3 separate regions of the Mus musculus genome follow, and all the other regions are linked to region 1. The links are chromatin contacts, called in public Hi-C and promoter capture Hi-C maps. All regions are on one chromosome and are shown on one strand. The core of a region is the stretch at or near the end of the contact, and the rest is flanking DNA. Distances in the headings are between cores, read along the strand shown.

Evidence for each region. Promoter capture Hi-C pulls out the DNA fragments that hold promoters and counts their contacts. A called contact is a pair of places that touch in the nucleus more often than the background predicts.
Region 2: a Hi-C map of regulatory T cells shows a contact between it and region 1, with 7 times the contacts expected there. The contact joins the promoter of Tlnrd1 here to the promoter of Aen in region 1. A contact is called at or near these places in 4 of 484 Hi-C or Micro-C datasets (CD4 T cells, CD8 T cells, erythroblasts and 1 more).
Region 3: a promoter capture Hi-C map of pre-B cells shows a contact between it and region 1. The contact joins the promoter of Klhl25 here to the promoter of Aen in region 1. A contact is called at or near these places in 5 of 39 promoter capture datasets (cranial neural crest, frontonasal cranial neural crest, maxillary cranial neural crest and 2 more) and 1 of 484 Hi-C or Micro-C datasets (CD8 T cells).

What each region holds. Positions count from the first base shown.
Region 1 is chr7:78,893,093-78,898,135 of GRCm38.p6, reverse strand. It overlaps Aen (apoptosis enhancing nuclease), which reads right to left and starts at 2,209. Exons shown (of 4, transcript NM_026531.5): 1 at 2,122-2,209. Gm39039 (a long non-coding RNA gene) reads left to right here and starts at 2,354. Exons shown (of 2, transcript XR_882236.1): 1 at 2,354-2,553; 2 at 3,774-4,361.
Region 2 is chr7:83,882,404-83,887,446 of GRCm38.p6, reverse strand. Tlnrd1 (talin rod domain containing 1) reads left to right here and starts at 3,106. Exons shown (of 1, transcript NM_030705.4): 1 at 3,106-5,043. The coding sequence starts at 4,226. It also overlaps a transcript of Mesd not described here.
Region 3 is chr7:75,846,190-75,851,232 of GRCm38.p6, reverse strand. Klhl25 (kelch-like 25) reads right to left here and starts at 2,895. Exons shown (of 3, transcript NM_001122780.1): 1 at 2,760-2,895. It overlaps Gm51489 (a long non-coding RNA gene), which reads right to left. Exons shown (of 3, transcript XR_003946804.1): 3 at 3,521-3,633.

The sequences.
Region 1 (5,043 bases), core at 960-3,459:
TTATCACCTCACCTTCTGCCACTGACTTTAGAGGGCCTTCCACAAGTCACCCTTACCCTATACTGGTGTTTTAGCCTCGTATCTGTTGGTCAAGTGAGGGAGGCCAAGGCACCCAGGTGGGTCTGTAAAATTTGTACCCAGCAGCACTGACCCAGGACTTTAACTGCCTATGAGGAGAGCAAAGGAATCCACCCTGTGTACTCCAATACACTGGATTTTATCCTCCACAGACAACAGGCATTCCTCCTCAGAGCTCCCTCAGGTGAGCGAGCTGCAGAGCCCCACTGTGTCTGCTGTCCCTCTCTCATGGCAGACTTGCTTCAGAAGCCCAGGCTGGGCCTCACAGCGACAGGCCTGGAGGACACTGCAGAGCTCAAGGTCCTCCTAACCACAGATCAATAGGACTGACAGGAAGAGACAGTCACCAGAAAGATACACTGAATTAAGGAGAGCCCGGCCAGAGGAGATGCTGCAGGATTTTGGATGGATGGACCAGGCAGCCCAGGGTAGGAAGTGTTCAGAGAAGAGAAACCTGACAGGCACAGAGCAAAGAGCTTGGTGCTGGTAAACAGCTAGGAAGCAGGGGGCGTGGAGACAGGTGGAATGGAATGGAGAAGGATATGGAGTCACTGGAAGACTGCAGGGGCCATCACAGCTATCTCATCGGAGGATGAGCTCAGACTAGGGGCCTGAGCAATATTATCACAGGTGTGAAAGCTTGTATATGCTTGGCCCAGGGAGTGGCGCTATTAGGAGGTCTAGCCTTGTTAGAGGAGTGTCACTGTGGGCGTGGGCTTTAAGACTCTCATCCTAGCTGCCTGGAAGCCAGTCTTCTATCTGCCTTTAGATGAAGATATAGAACTCTCTGCTCCTTCTGCACCATGCCTACCTAGATGCTGCCATGCTCCCACCATGATAATGGACTGAACCTCAGAACCTGTAAGCCAGCCCCAATTAAATGTTGTCCTTGTAACAGTTGCCTTGGTCACGGTGTCTGTTCACAGCAGTAAACCCCTAATCAAGACACAGGGTAAGTAGCAGTAAGATAGGAGGAAAGACCAGTCCTGTGTTTGCTGATGCCAGCATGTGTGTGAGTAAAGGTCCACTTAGCCAGGGGGAGGCCCAGTGACCCATGCTGACTCAATGGCTCTCAGCTTGCTCGTTCACTCTCCAAATAGCACCCCCTCTTTTAAAAACAGGTTGTCAGCAACCTCCTCATTTCCACAAACCACACCTCAAAGGGAGAAAATCTGGCTAAGAAGACCTGTGCTAACCCTGCTGATCATAGACTTTCCTGTCCCTGCCGGCAAGGTCTGAAAGAAGCTAAAATCAGGTCCCCTTGAGAAAAAGTCTCTGTACTTTTGTATTTGTGTTAAGAGATAAAAAGCAGCCATTTCCTATAGTCCCTCACCCTGTGAACATGTCAGAACCAACAATTACAAAGAGAACGTCCACAGCCTGCAGCCCTGAATGGAGCTCAGCTTAGTTGGAGAGAAGAGGACACAGTCCTTTCAACAAGGCCACGTACAAATATTCCATATCTTAACTCTGGTCAGTATGGTAGGCACGTGGCCTTCAAGTGAGGGTCCCTGACCCAAGAGGATTCCAGATGAGAAGGCTCCCAAGAAGCTACAAAGCCAGAAACGTCACTGTCATAAGGGCCCCACCTGCCATGCCCTGCCTGCCATGCCCAGGTCTCTGTCTGTCTGTCGAGACCCTGTTCTAGCACAAAGTAACCGGATGGCATCAACCGTTCTAGGTAGAAGGCAAAGTTTGGGGATTAGGACCCGAGATCCCACCCTCAAGTCACGATTGCGATAATCATCCCAGTTTGAGAAAGGGTGGCGCAATAAAGGTCCCCGATGCTGCCCAAAAGCTTACCAGACCAATTTTAAACAAAACAAAACAAAAGTACGAGGACAGTCCGCGCTCACCAGCTGAGGCGTCCAGAGGACGCTCAACGTCCGCGCCGTCCCCTGAGGCCCACCGGCCCCGAGTCCGGCCAGGACCACGTGAGGCCGCGCCCCGGCCTAGTTGCAAACCAACCCGTCCCGAGAGCCACAGGCGGCTGGCGACAGAAACGGGCGGCCCGGGACTCCCTGTGGCCGTCCCCTAGCTCACCTGAAAACCCGGCCGCGCTTTCCCAGGTTTCACGTGGAACCCTTGCCGGGTGCGGAAGCTCCTTGCCCGGACAAGCCCGGCTTCGGCTACCTGTCTATTGGTTCTCTGGGGCGTAGCGCCCGCCTAAGGACTCTTCTGATTGGTTGATCCTGCTCCTCCTCAGTAAGTGTGCCAACTGGAAGGGGTGGGGCTACCGAAGGAAGAGGGCGTGGCCTGCGCCGGGATAGGGCAGCGTTTAGGAGGTTAGCATAAAACCGAATGGAACGTCCGGTTTCTGACCCGACGCCTAGTGAACCGCAACCTTCAAAGACTTAAAGCCTCAAAGAGCACATCCCGATCTGCCTCGGGGAACTGCAGCCCCTCCAGGCTTGGGGTTGTGAGAAGTCCGTGAAATAATACAGTATTCGTTAAACTTGGGGGAAAAAAAATCAGGTTTGCTTCTTCTGCACTGCTTTTTCAATATTTATTTGATTTGGGTTTTTTGTTTGTTTATTTTTTGTTTTGTTTTTTGAGACAGGATCTCAAGCTGTCCTCTCATTTTCTTTTTTTTTTTTTTCTAGTGTCAAGTTCACATAATGTCCTCGCTTTTTCTGTGTTAGCTGTGAATGAGCCTCTTGCCTCTGCCACCCTAGTGCTGGGATCACGCGTTTTGCCACCACACTCATCTTAAGTATTCCTTTGTGATTTTTTTTTTTTAGGAATGGGAGAGTTGCTCAGCGGTAAAAAAGGTGCTTGCTCTCTCTGTAATCCTGACAATCTGAATTTGATCCCTGAACCTTCTTAGCCTAGGCAGCTCTGGGCGTGGTTGCACACACCTTTGATCCCAGCACTCCGGAGGCAGAGGCGGGTAGATCTCCGAGTTCCAGGACAGACTGGTGTACAGAGCAAGTTCCAAGATAGCCAAAGCTACGCAGAGGAGAGAGGTAGAGAGGGGGAGAGGGAGAGACAGAGGAAGAAGAAGACGGAGGGAGGGCAGGCGAGCCAGATGCAGTGGTATTTATCTGTGACCTCAGTAACTCCTACAGTTAGATGATATATGGAGACAGAAAAACTAACTGGAGCTCTCTGGCCAGCTAGGGTAGGCAGAAACGAGATACCCCAATCAACAAGAAACTCCCTGAGCCAGGCGGTGGTGGCCCACGCCTTTAATCCCAGCACATGGGAGGCAGAGGCAGGCAGATTCTGAATTCGAGGCCAGCCTGGTCTACAGAGTGAGTTCCAGGACAGCCAGGGCTACATAGAAAAACCCTGTCTCGAAAAACCAAAAAAAAAGAAAGAAAGAAAGAAAGAAAGAAAGTCCCTGAAGTTGTCCTTTAGCCTGCATATGTGTGTTCAGCCCCTGCCCCTCCATGCACACACACACTTACACACAAAACAGGTTTTTAAAAGTAAGTTTAAAAAGGGAAAGCCGGAGGAGCTCATGGGCCCCAGAAGCAAATCTACTATTTTGCTAAACTGACAGCATCAATCTGCCCTTAAAATCCGTATACTCAAACATTCTGCTGGTGCAGCCCCAGACCTCATTAGAGAAGTTTCTTTGTGCGGTGGGTAGCCCCTAACACAGACACTCACAACTGGTCAAGCTGCAAGTGAGCGGCTGTGGGATGTTCAGCCATGGCGGAGACATCTATAGCCCAGCCCTTCTCTCCAAGGCCCACGACCATCTTGGAAGTCTGAGCAGAAAGACTGTAAGAGCCAGAGGAAGAGGAGGAGAAGGAGGAAGGCTGGGGTCATGTCCATGTCTCAAGTCAGGACTCTTGACTTCGTAGCCGCCGGGGCTGCCTGTGCAGGATCAACACAGTCACCGTGTCATGAGCATGGAGCCTGGAGTGGCTCACAAGCCCTCCCCATCCCTGGCTACCGACAGTTGATGGCTGCTGGGGGAAGGAGAACCAGGCTTTCCTGGATGGATCAACAGGATGCAGCTGTAGATAGGATGACCATGCTGCGGTGGGTAGCTAGTTCTACATCCATGCAAACCCAGGCAGCACCAACTGGAATCAGCGAGTTGTAAAAGAACCCGAGGTTGGAAGGGAGAGGGTGGGCAGTAGATCTAGAACGGATGGGAATGGATACGTTTAAAATGCACTGAATGTTTATATGTTTAATTCTCAGAGAATTAAAATATGTTAAAAAAATAATAAAGTTAGGGCTGGAAAGATGGCTCTGCTCAGCTATCAAAGGCTAGGCTCTCAACCGAAAAGACAGAATGGAAAATAAAAATGTAAAGGAAAGCTAAATGAATGCATATCATTTGTACAAAGCAGTGGGCTTCATTGATGTGTTCATACCTGTACTTAGCTCTTACTCCATCCTGTCTTTACCCTCTCTCGTCAGCCCATTCCCCTTGCTATCTCTTTCTTTCACATAAGCCCTCGTAGATATGCTTCTCCCCTCCCCCCTCCGAAAGGAGTAAACCAGCGTTGCATGAACAGTATGTAAGTATGGGTGCCCATGGCCCTGGGCCCTATAAGCCAACAGACCAGAGGGTGGTTTTCCTTCTTGAATCAACCCAGGAAGGCTGTTTCAAGGAAATCTAGGTTTCTCAAGTTGAGGATGAGCCAAAATTCCAAGACCTTAGAGAGGTGCAGGAAACCAAATTTTAATTAACAAGCTATTTGTTCCAGTTGATCTATGGGACAAGGGAGTTGATTGCCAAGACATCAGAGAATGTGAATGTGAACGGATCTTTTTTTTTTTTTTTGTCAGAGGCCAGAGTGGGAAATCCATGAGTTTTAGCTCATTGTATGGGAAAGAACGATTTTTTTTTAATAGAAAGCCATTTCCAGAACTCAAAATAGTGGGAGACGTTCTTAACCAGTGTAGTTTTCACAGAGCCCTGTGGGATGGTAAAGGTCAACAGAGGCTATTCAAAGAGTCCTCTCGTGTGCTTTTAAAAAGCGACAGACAATGTGGTGGGCA
Region 2 (5,043 bases), core at 1,857-4,356, 5.0 Mb before region 1:
AAGATAAGAAACTGAAAGCCAAAGTCTTGCCCCAAGTGTGTTACTGGACAGGATCAGGATGTGTCAGAGGGCTAGAGAATATACCAACTATGGAGGATAGTCTTATTCCATGGTGATTCTGCACTCTAGCCAGTAAGGAGCTCTTATGTACCAACTGTGATGAATAATATAAAGGGGATGGGACCGCATCCTTCAGTTGTAAATTGTTCTTCTCCAGGAGAAGTGTTATTTGTTGTTGATGATTTTAGGCTAGGTCTCGCCTAGCCCTGGTTGCTTTAAACTCCTTACATTGGCTGGCAGATGATCTAGAATTCCTGATCCTGCTGCCTCTATCTCCCAAGTGCTAGTGTGTGACACCACACCTGGCCAAGGCCGATACTCAAGGAGAATGAACCAAGGTGTCTGCAAATGTGTAAGAAAGATCATCTGAGACCACTGTCCACCTGTGAGCACAAACATAAAACCAAGAAACCCAAGTCCAAAGTTATGATATGGCCAAGACTGCTCCTTACCAACCACTGGGTGGCACTGTATACCACAGACAGCTTGGTTGCTTGTCCACAAATTCTGGGGGTATACCATGAATGTCTAAAGTTCATACAAGTGAATATTATTTCCTATAAAAAGGACATTCTGATACGTTATCGCACTGATTAACCTCAATGACATTATGCTTAATGAAATAAGACAGACACAAAAGAACGGAGTGCTTCAAATCATCAAGTTCACGGATGAAGTTGGTAATGGCCAGAGACTAGAAGAGAGAATGGAGAGATGTTATTTCACAGGTAGTGTGTCAGGGAAGATGAAACTTTTCTGAAGGTGGATGGTGCTGGGCACAGTACCTCCCCCCTCAAAAAAAACCTCCCAACCCCCTACCCATCCAGCAGTGACAGGAAGAGCAAGGTGAGAAGGAACAGGGAGATCTTAGATTTGGTTTCCACTGCTTTGGTTTGCAGGTCACCTCGATTTCCCTAGCACTGATCAGAATGCATAATTCTGCCTAACATGACCTAAACACTTAGTATGCAGTACTTTGTTTGTTTGGTTTGGTTTTTTGAGACAGGGTTTCTCTGTGTAGCTCTGGCTGTCCTGGAACTCACTCTGTAGACCAGGCTGTCCTTGAACTCAGAAATCTGCCTGCTTCTGCCTCCCAAGTGCTGGGATTAAAGGCGTGCGCCATCACTGCCCGGCTAGTATGCAGTGGTTGATCTGCTGTCCATTTTTGTCCTGTGCTTTTACTGAGTAAACAGTAACTGGGAGCACTTATTTGTGAACCTTCCCTTCCGGGACTCTTATCTTCACAAGCAGAGGCTGCTCTATTACAATCTATAGTGTAAGCGCAGTGCCTTGAACAAGGGCTGGCACATGGTAGACACCCAGCGTTTGAGCTGTAAGTGAACAATGGCAGGAGGTAAACAAGAAAGAACCTGGAAAGATCAGTTTAGGAAGAGTGACACTATCTGAAAAACGAAGCCTTGGTGGCAGGCACCTTTGCCTGCTGAGCTATCTTACTGGTCCCTCTCTTAGGTTCTCAGAGTTAAGGAAACTATTTTTTAGGATTCACTGCTATTCCTGGGTTACCAGGGAGGAAGTAGCCCTATAGAATTCTTGTTAAGAGAGCCATTGGTTTTACTGGCTTCAGTTTGCAGAGACAGTTGGTTCACCTAAAATCTAAAGCATCTGCAAGGGCATTTTTTTTTAATTATTATTTTTGATTATGAGTAGGGCGGCTATCCAGGTTTTTACCGGTTGTTCCTCATTAACTTATATTAATAACTTGACTCATAATTTATTCTGTAAACTATTGGGGTTTGGACGATAAATTTGAGGCCATCCAACTTATAAATAACACTTATAACTGGCTTAAAAATGTAGGACGTGGAGGTCCTACGAAGAGACAGAAGAACAAACATTTCCATTGGCTGAGCACACACTGGCAGTGCTGGGCACCAGCAGAAGACTTCAGGGCTCTTGAGAGAGTGCTTTACTGGGAGGAGGCCCAGGTGTTCCAGGAGTTTCTGGCAGACAAGGTCTGCACAAAGAAAGGGAGTGGGTGTGGCCAGTGGGTTTAGGGGACCTTCTCTTTTAGCCACTGCTGTTGTTAAGAGCCTAGGGAGTCACTTAGTCCACCTGGCCACAAAGCCCTATGGCACAGGCCTACAATCACCAACTACAGACCCTGAAGGAGGATCGCCAGAAGTTCAAAGCCTGTCTGCACAGTTAAATTAATAAATAAAAAGTACAGTAGCTCAAGGTCCTCCGTTTAATTCCTCGTTACAGGGCGGGGAGCCATCTGGGCCACCAGTTTCCCAGCCTGTAACCCAGAGATAACAGTGTTTACCTCCAGAGACTGGCTCTTTACTTAACAATGGTTGCTATTATTCCATTATATAGATGGAGTCAGGAAAGGGCGAACTGCTGATCAAGGCACATTGGAATTCTAGCCAGCTGGAACCGAGGTCACCATACACTACCTGACTACAGTAACTTGGGAGAGAAAACTTGCCCAAGGTCACACAACTCCTAAACGGCTGGGGGGGGGGGGGGTAAGACCAACCTCAGGGAGGGTCTATCACTGAGTCAAACAAGCTGTGGGGACTCAAGCGTGATCAGAGCTCCTTTTCACTGTTTCACGGAAACCCACCCACAGGAGAGGGTCCAACACAACAAAGGGCGGAGGAGGGCTTGCAAAAGTCATCGAATCTCAGAGGTGACTGGAATCCGGAGGCGGTGGGGAGATCCCGGGAGTAATGAGTGGCATCCTCCCCAAGCAAGCAAAACAGATCACCTTTTACACTAGCTCCCTCGGCAGGGAGGAAGCATCGAGTCCTGGGGCATGCTGAGAGCTTACGTAAGGCCACTAGCGGCTGCGCCCCGGTGTCCCCAGGGTATACACAGCGCCTGGGCGCGGAGCGAGGGCGGGCCTTCCCCACCACACACGCTTCCCAGCCTCTCCGGATGCAGGGACCACCGGCCCCAGGGCCGCAGCGTCGGGGCTGGGCGCGGCGTCCTCCCACGGCCCCCAGCTTCCCGGGGGAGGAGCAGCGCATCGCGCAAGCATCCGGGATCGGCGGAGGGGGCGGGAGGAAGGGCGAGAGGAGGAAGCGGGATTTAAACGAAAGGCGGTGACGCCACACAAAAGATTCCTATAGGCTCCGGGGAGGTTACGGCCGAGGTGGCGGCGGCGAGCCGGGGGCGAGGCGGACGCCAGGAGGCGAAAACTGCAACCGTGCGCGGGCAGGCGGGTGTCCCCTGGCCTGCGGTCTCCTCCCTTCCTTTCAGTTGCTCGGAGGTCGCTCGGAAGTTGCTGGTTGACAAACATGGCAGGAGTCCGGGCCCGGGTCGGCCTCCGCGACGCCGCGCTCACCTTCTGAGCCGACCACCCTGGGGCGTCGGATGCGCGGGGCCCGCGGGCTCTGCGGGGAAACACAGATGGAATCTCCACGACAGCCGGTCGCCGGCCGCAGGCCATTCAGGAGGGGAGGGCGTGCCGCCGCGGCGCCGGGCCGCGCACTCTGAACCGCCAGGCGGGAAGGCGCGGCCGCCCAGCACCCTGCGTTGCAGCCTCCCGCCCGACTGACTCCGCGCGGCCGCCACAGAGCCAGCCACGCCCTCGGCCCAGTGGCCGCCCAGCGCCCTAAGAGCCGGAGCAGGAGATGCGGCCGCGCGCCCCCGGGCGTCAGCTCCGGCCGCCGTCGCCAGCCTGTACCGTCTGGCGGGGTCGCCGCCCCTGAAGCCCACGTGCGCTGCTGAGCCGGATAGCCGCAGCGCAGCGGCTGACAGCAAAGCCTGCCGGGGCCGCCGCCCGCGCTCCTCTAGGAGCAGAGGATTTTGATTTCAAAGGAAGGAAGGAAGGAAGGACAACTCCCAGCCTCCCCGTCCCGCCCTCTCCGCTCCGGCGGCCCGGCCGGCCATGCCCAGGAAGGTGGCGACAGCCCGGCAGCGGGGACTTTTCTGGTAGGCTAGTGAAGAGGGGCGCGGACTAGGAGTCTGCCGTGCCCCGGCTCACGGTTCCCGCGAGCTACACAGCGCCCCGAAGAGCTTGCCGCGGGCTTGGGCCCGCCCTGCGACGCCCGGCCACCGGCCGCCGCCACCCGGATCTCTGTGCCCGCCGCGGTGGGTGGCATGATGGTGCGCGGAAGGCAGCGCGGCCCTGGCCAGCTGAGTCGCGGCGGCGGTGGTAGCGGGCTCCCCAGCGGCATGCCAGTGCCCCCTGGGCGCGATGGCTAGCGGCAGCGCCGGGAAGCCCACTGGCGAGGCGGCTTCTCCGGCTCCTGGGAGCGCCGTCGGCGGGGCCAGCTCGCAGCCGCGGAAGAGGCTGGTATCTATCTGTGATCACTGCAAGGGCAAGATGCAGCTGGTGGCCGACCTGCTGCTGCTGTCTAGCGAGGCGCGGCCGGTGCTCTTCGAAGGCCCCGCCTCCCCTGGCGCTGGTGCGGAGTCCTTCGAGCAGTGCCGGGACACCATCATCGCGCGCACTAAGGGGCTGTCCATCCTCACCCACGACGTGCAGAGCCAGCTCAACATGGGCCGCTTCGGAGAGGCGGGAGACAGTCTTGTGGAACTGGGCGACTTGGTGGTGTCGCTGACCGAGTGTTCTGCACATGCGGCCTACCTGGCAGCCGTGGCCACACCGGGCGCTCAACCTGCACAGCCAGGCCTTGTGGACCGCTACCGTGTGACACGCTGCCGCCACGAGGTAGAACAAGGCTGTGCTGTGCTGCGAGCCACCCCACTGGCGGACATGACCCCACAGCTGTTGCTGGAGGTGTCGCAGGGCCTGTCTCGAAACCTCAAGTTCCTGACGGATGCGTGCGCCCTGGCCAGTGACAAGTCACGGGACCGCTTCTCTCGCGAACAGTTCAAGCTGGGCGTCAAGTGCATGAGCACAAGTGCATCCGCGCTGTTAGCATGCGTACGCGAAGTGAAGGCGGCACCCAGCGAGCTGGCCCGCAGTCGTTGCGCGCTCTTCAGTGGGCCCTTGGTGCAGGCGGTGAGCGCTTTGGTGGGCTTTGCCACCGAGCCTCAATTCCTGGGTCG
Region 3 (5,043 bases), core at 1,646-4,145, 3.0 Mb after region 1:
GTCAGGAGGACAGAGCAAAGGGGACAGGGAGGTGGGCACGAGCAGCCCACTAGAAGCCAGACACCATTTCAGGATGAGCTGTACAGTGCAGGTTGTCACCTACACCCTCCTCCAGGAGGCCTCACAGTGACACGGGCAGCATTTGAACCCAGGTCAACCAGAGCCTGAGCTCCTTCCACTCACCCTGTGCTGAAGGGACTTAAGGGGCAGCCCTGCCAACCTCAGAGTCCCTTTCTGTCCCTTTAGTGTCTGCTCCCAAGTCCTAACAAGCCCCAGAGACACCTGGCAGGGCAGGCAGGTGTCAGCTTCAGATGTCTTTAGAGCTGGTGCCAGCAGAGGGTTCTCAGGGCATGGGCACGGTTGCTGAGAAGGAGAAAAAGCCTGCAGTGGCAGCCAGACAGCAGCAGACTCATCACAAGTCCTGCTGGGATGCGGTTTCTGTACGCTGGGATGCTTAAGTTCTGCCTCTGCCTGGCCATCCTCACATAGCTCCCAAGTGTTTCCTGGCCTCGAAAAGGATTCACTGGCAGATCAGCAAGGCAACTCAATTATGAAATTTACCACATTAGAGGACTTACTGCATTAGCATTTCAATCGGCCAATTCATTTGTGGCCCACCACTGTTGGCTTGTGCCAGCTCTATAGGGGTGTGTGTGTGTGTGTGTGTGTGTGTGTGTGTGTGTCCTGCCCAGGGCACACTGACACTGCCAGCTAATAAAGAACTCAGGGCCCAGGCAGTGAGCTGGTGAGCAGGAGCCCCCAGAAGCTGCTGGGAAGCCAGGTCCTCCAATGAACCTGGACAGCTGCCCATCCTAGAGCTGGCCCTGGGAGAGTGTGGATGGATGGCTAGAAAAAATGGCTGCAACCAGGGCATGGAATGAAGGTTTGGTAGGCTCATGCTGGCTTTCCTTTTCTCTCTCCAAGAAGCCTTCATCCTTCTCTCCAGCTTCCTGTTACCTGCTCCCTGGGGTTCTGCAAACTGATGTATCAAGGTCCCCATCCATGAGCCAGCACCTCCTCCTTTCTGAAAGCAGGGTCTCAATATCATCTGCTCAAATGATTAGTTTGACTAAAGCCGTCTCTGCATACATAGCAAGCTCACTGCTCCAGGCCGCCCTCCTCCCTCTAAGACAGGAAGGATGCATTTACTTTACAGCGCACACGGGGGCATTTCTTTTTGTCTTCCTACTTTTCTCTCCCTACACTGGTGGCACAGGCTTAAGATGCCATCAACAGGAACTGAGCCACCGTGGAACACACAACTTGCACACGGATCCTGCACCGCTGCATGGCGCAAGGAACCCAGTTGCAGTTCGATGCCCATGAAAAAGATTTCGTCTGTCCATCCTCCACAATTTTTTTGAACAATCTCCCTGGACTGGCTTGCTGATAAAGGACTCAGCTGAAATATCAATAATTACAGGGCTGGGACAAAAGTGACTTTGCCCATCTCCACAGACAAAGCCTGTGATCTCCACAACCCTGTCTTAGAGGGACCAAATCTACTGTAGGATAAGAGCACCGTGGGTCCTCCCTCCTCTGTCCCCTGACACAAGCTTTCAGCAACACCCATAAAAAGTCCTCCCAGCATAACTGTGCCGCTTATGAAAGAGGCTCAGCAAACTAGAGGGTCAGGTGCCAAGTGCCCCTCCCTCCCCGTCTTACTCCAGGGGTGAAGAGCCCAGACATCTGGCATACCTTGTCCTGCCCTGAGCATGGAGGGAGAACTAGTGCCCAATGAACCTTGGCCAAAGCAACTTGGCCTCTGGTCTCCCCAAAGTACAGATGAACTACAAAGCCCCCGAGAGTCCGCCCCTCCCCCCAACTTCCTGTGCTCGAGTCTCTAGAAAGTCTCCCAGATTGGTAAGGTGGCACTTGCTTATAAACCCAGCTCTCAGGAGACTGGGACCAGAGATTTCATGCTCAAGGCTGGCCTGACGTTTATAACAAGACTAAAACCGGGAGAGGAAAAAAAGAAAAAAAAGTAAGACTGTGAGAATCCACTTTGAGGTCCTTGAGGCACTTGCACCCAAGTGTCTGGTGCCCCAGTAGGCACAATTCCCGAGTAGGAAAAAGCTTCTAATACAGCTATGAAGGAGACTAGTCCAGTGGGGATTTGCAGACCACAGCGGAATTCTCGCGCCAGGGCAACGCATGGGAGGAGGGGAATGGGATGGCGGGGGGAGGGGGGGGTGGACTACTTGCTACGGCCCTGCCAGATCGGCCACCACCTGGGTAGGTAGGGGCGTATGGCTCCGGGAGTGTCACCACTCTCCCTTGATAGACAACTTTCCAGACAGGAAGGACCCTATGCTGCGGGCCACACGGCCAGGCCCTGCTGTCTACTCTTCCCTGGTTTAACCCCTCGGCCCTGGCTAGGTACAAGCAAGTCGCGGGGACCTTGGCTAGGTGTGTGCACAAAGCTGCACGGTTCGCATCCTCGAAGACAAGCAGTTTCCTCTTTCTAGGATCAATAGTAATTTTTTTAAAAAAGAGAATCAGCGGACTCAATGAATCAAACACTCCCGGGAGAGGGTAGCCGCTCCTGCGCGTAACATCCGTTTGGAAAACAATTCATTCCCTTGGCGGGAGCTCTGAACATAACAGTACGGGGTCCCCAAGCTCGATCGAGGGGCGCTCCCAGGTCAGCACCCACTTCCCCGACCCAGTGAACTGGGCCTGCGGTCCTACGCCCTGCCCGGCGATCCTCGAGCAGGATCGCTCGCTGTCCCGGTGACAAGTTCCGACCTGATCCTCACCGTGCGGCCCCACAGGCTCTGCAGTCCCCGCCGCTGCCGCCGCCCCCGGCCGGCTCACCAGTCCCGGCCGCGATCCCGTAGCCGAACCGCACGGGCGCTGCCAACAAACTAGTTTCTCCGGCCTTCCCGCCCCGCCTCGCGGCCCGAAGCGCAGCAACCAATCATAAACCGCGCCTCTGTGACGGATGGGTCGACTGACCCGTAATACAGTCGCGTGAGAAGAAAGGGACGGTCGTCCAGGCCATCGGTGCCGCGGAAGGCGGGGCGGGGAGAGGAAAGCGACTGCCACCAGATTCTTAAAGGGACAGGCCATTGCCTTTCTGTTCTGGTGGCCAGAGTTGGGAGAAAGCAACACGACCTGTTCTAGAGCTTCTCTTAAGGAAGGTCTTTGTCGATCACACGCATTCTTCTTTCTGTTACCGAATCACAGCCGTTGTTGATCTTTTTAAAGACCAGCAATCTAATCGCTCCTATGTTAAGGAAATCCTTTTTCCCTCCCGGCTAGTTTCGATGCGAGGGAATTTCTACAGACACGAATCCCTGTCTATACTGGGAATTCCCAGATTTCAAGGGAGAGGACTTTAAGCTTCAGCTGTTCTGTCAAGCCGGTGGAAATTTCTTCCTAAACTTTTTTTTAACCCTTCAAATATCCTTCACTATTAGAACTCTCAGCGGTACAAAACTGATAGAGTAAATCTATATCTATACATACATACATACATACATACATACATACAACACACATATGGAATTTATTAGAGTAACTTTCAGGCTGTGGCCGGGGTAGCCCAACAATGGCTGTCTCCGGATATAACGTCTGAGAGTCCAACTGTCAGTCCACGAGGCTGGATGCTTCAGCTGGTCTTCAGTATACCTTGGAATTCAGAAGAAGTTGGCTATAATACAATGAAAGAATGACCCTACCTGTGAAACTTAAGGGCAGACAAAGAGCAAAAGCTTGCTTCTTCCAGGTCCTTTTTCCAGGCTGCCGCTAGAAGGTGCCCAGATTTAGGGTGGGTCTTCGGGGGTGGGTGGATATGGGGGACTTTTGGTATAGCATTGGAAATGTAAATGAGCTAAATACCTAATAAAAAATGGAAAAAAAAAAAAGAATGAAATTGGCTCAAAAAAAAAAAAAAAAGGGTCTTCCTATCTCAAATGATCCAACCAGGAAAAAATCCCTCACAGGTGAGCCCAGCTGCTTGGGTTTTAGCTACTCCAGATATAATCAAGTTGAGGATCAAGAGTAGACATCACACTTGCCCAACGCATCCATTAGTTCATTTAAGAGTTACTAGATGAGCTGGGGAGTGGCGCTCACAACCACCTGTAATGAGAACGCCCTCTTCTGGTGCGTCTGAAGTCAGCTACAGTGTACTTATGTATAATAATAAATCTTTGGGCCGGAGCGAGCAGAGACTCTAAAAATTCAATTCCCAACAACCACATGAAGGTTCACAACCATCTGTACAGCTACAGTGTACTCACATACATTTAATTAATTAATTAAAAGAGTTACTAGACCTGGGCGGTGGGGGCTTACTCCTTTAACCCCAGCACACAAGGCAGAGGAATGCCAATCTGATTTCCACACCAGCTGATCTATAAAGTTGATTCCAGGACAGCCAGGGCTACACAGAGAAACCCTGTCTTAAAGGAAAAAAAAAAAAAAAAGGGAGGGAGGATATTTTCTAGATTTCTATGTCAGAGAGAGAGAGAGAGAGAGAGAGAGAGACTGCCTGCCTGCCTGCCTGCCTGCCTGCCTGCCTGCCTGCCTGCCTGTGTGCTATAATTCTGAGACCTTGTAATCTGGTCTTGAAGTTCCATCGGCTTCTTTCTTCTCACCGCACCACACCCCACTATGTGATGCTCTGATGGATGGTTCTTGCAGGCAGAAGGAGTATCATTAAACCTTTCCTACAGGATTATTGTAAAGATGGAGGGCTTGGGAGCCAGTAAATGCTCAAGAGGGTGTCTCCATACCGCCTAGATCTGGAGACATTTAAGATGGAAGGGTTCCCATATTTAAGAGGAGCCTTGGCCAGAGCTGATCGGTGGTCTAATGTGCTGGCAAGAAACTTTCCAAAGGGACAGGGCAGCATCAAATAATTGTTTCATTAAATGAATGACAGTCAGCATTTATAGTTATAGGTGCCCTGCCAATTTCCTAAAGCAAAAGCATTTATATAATTATTGCTTGGATGAAGCCTCCCATGCAAAATTGATTCTTAGCAAGTTCATAAGCATTGAGTATTTTTTTTTAAGACTGTCTGTGAACTTACAC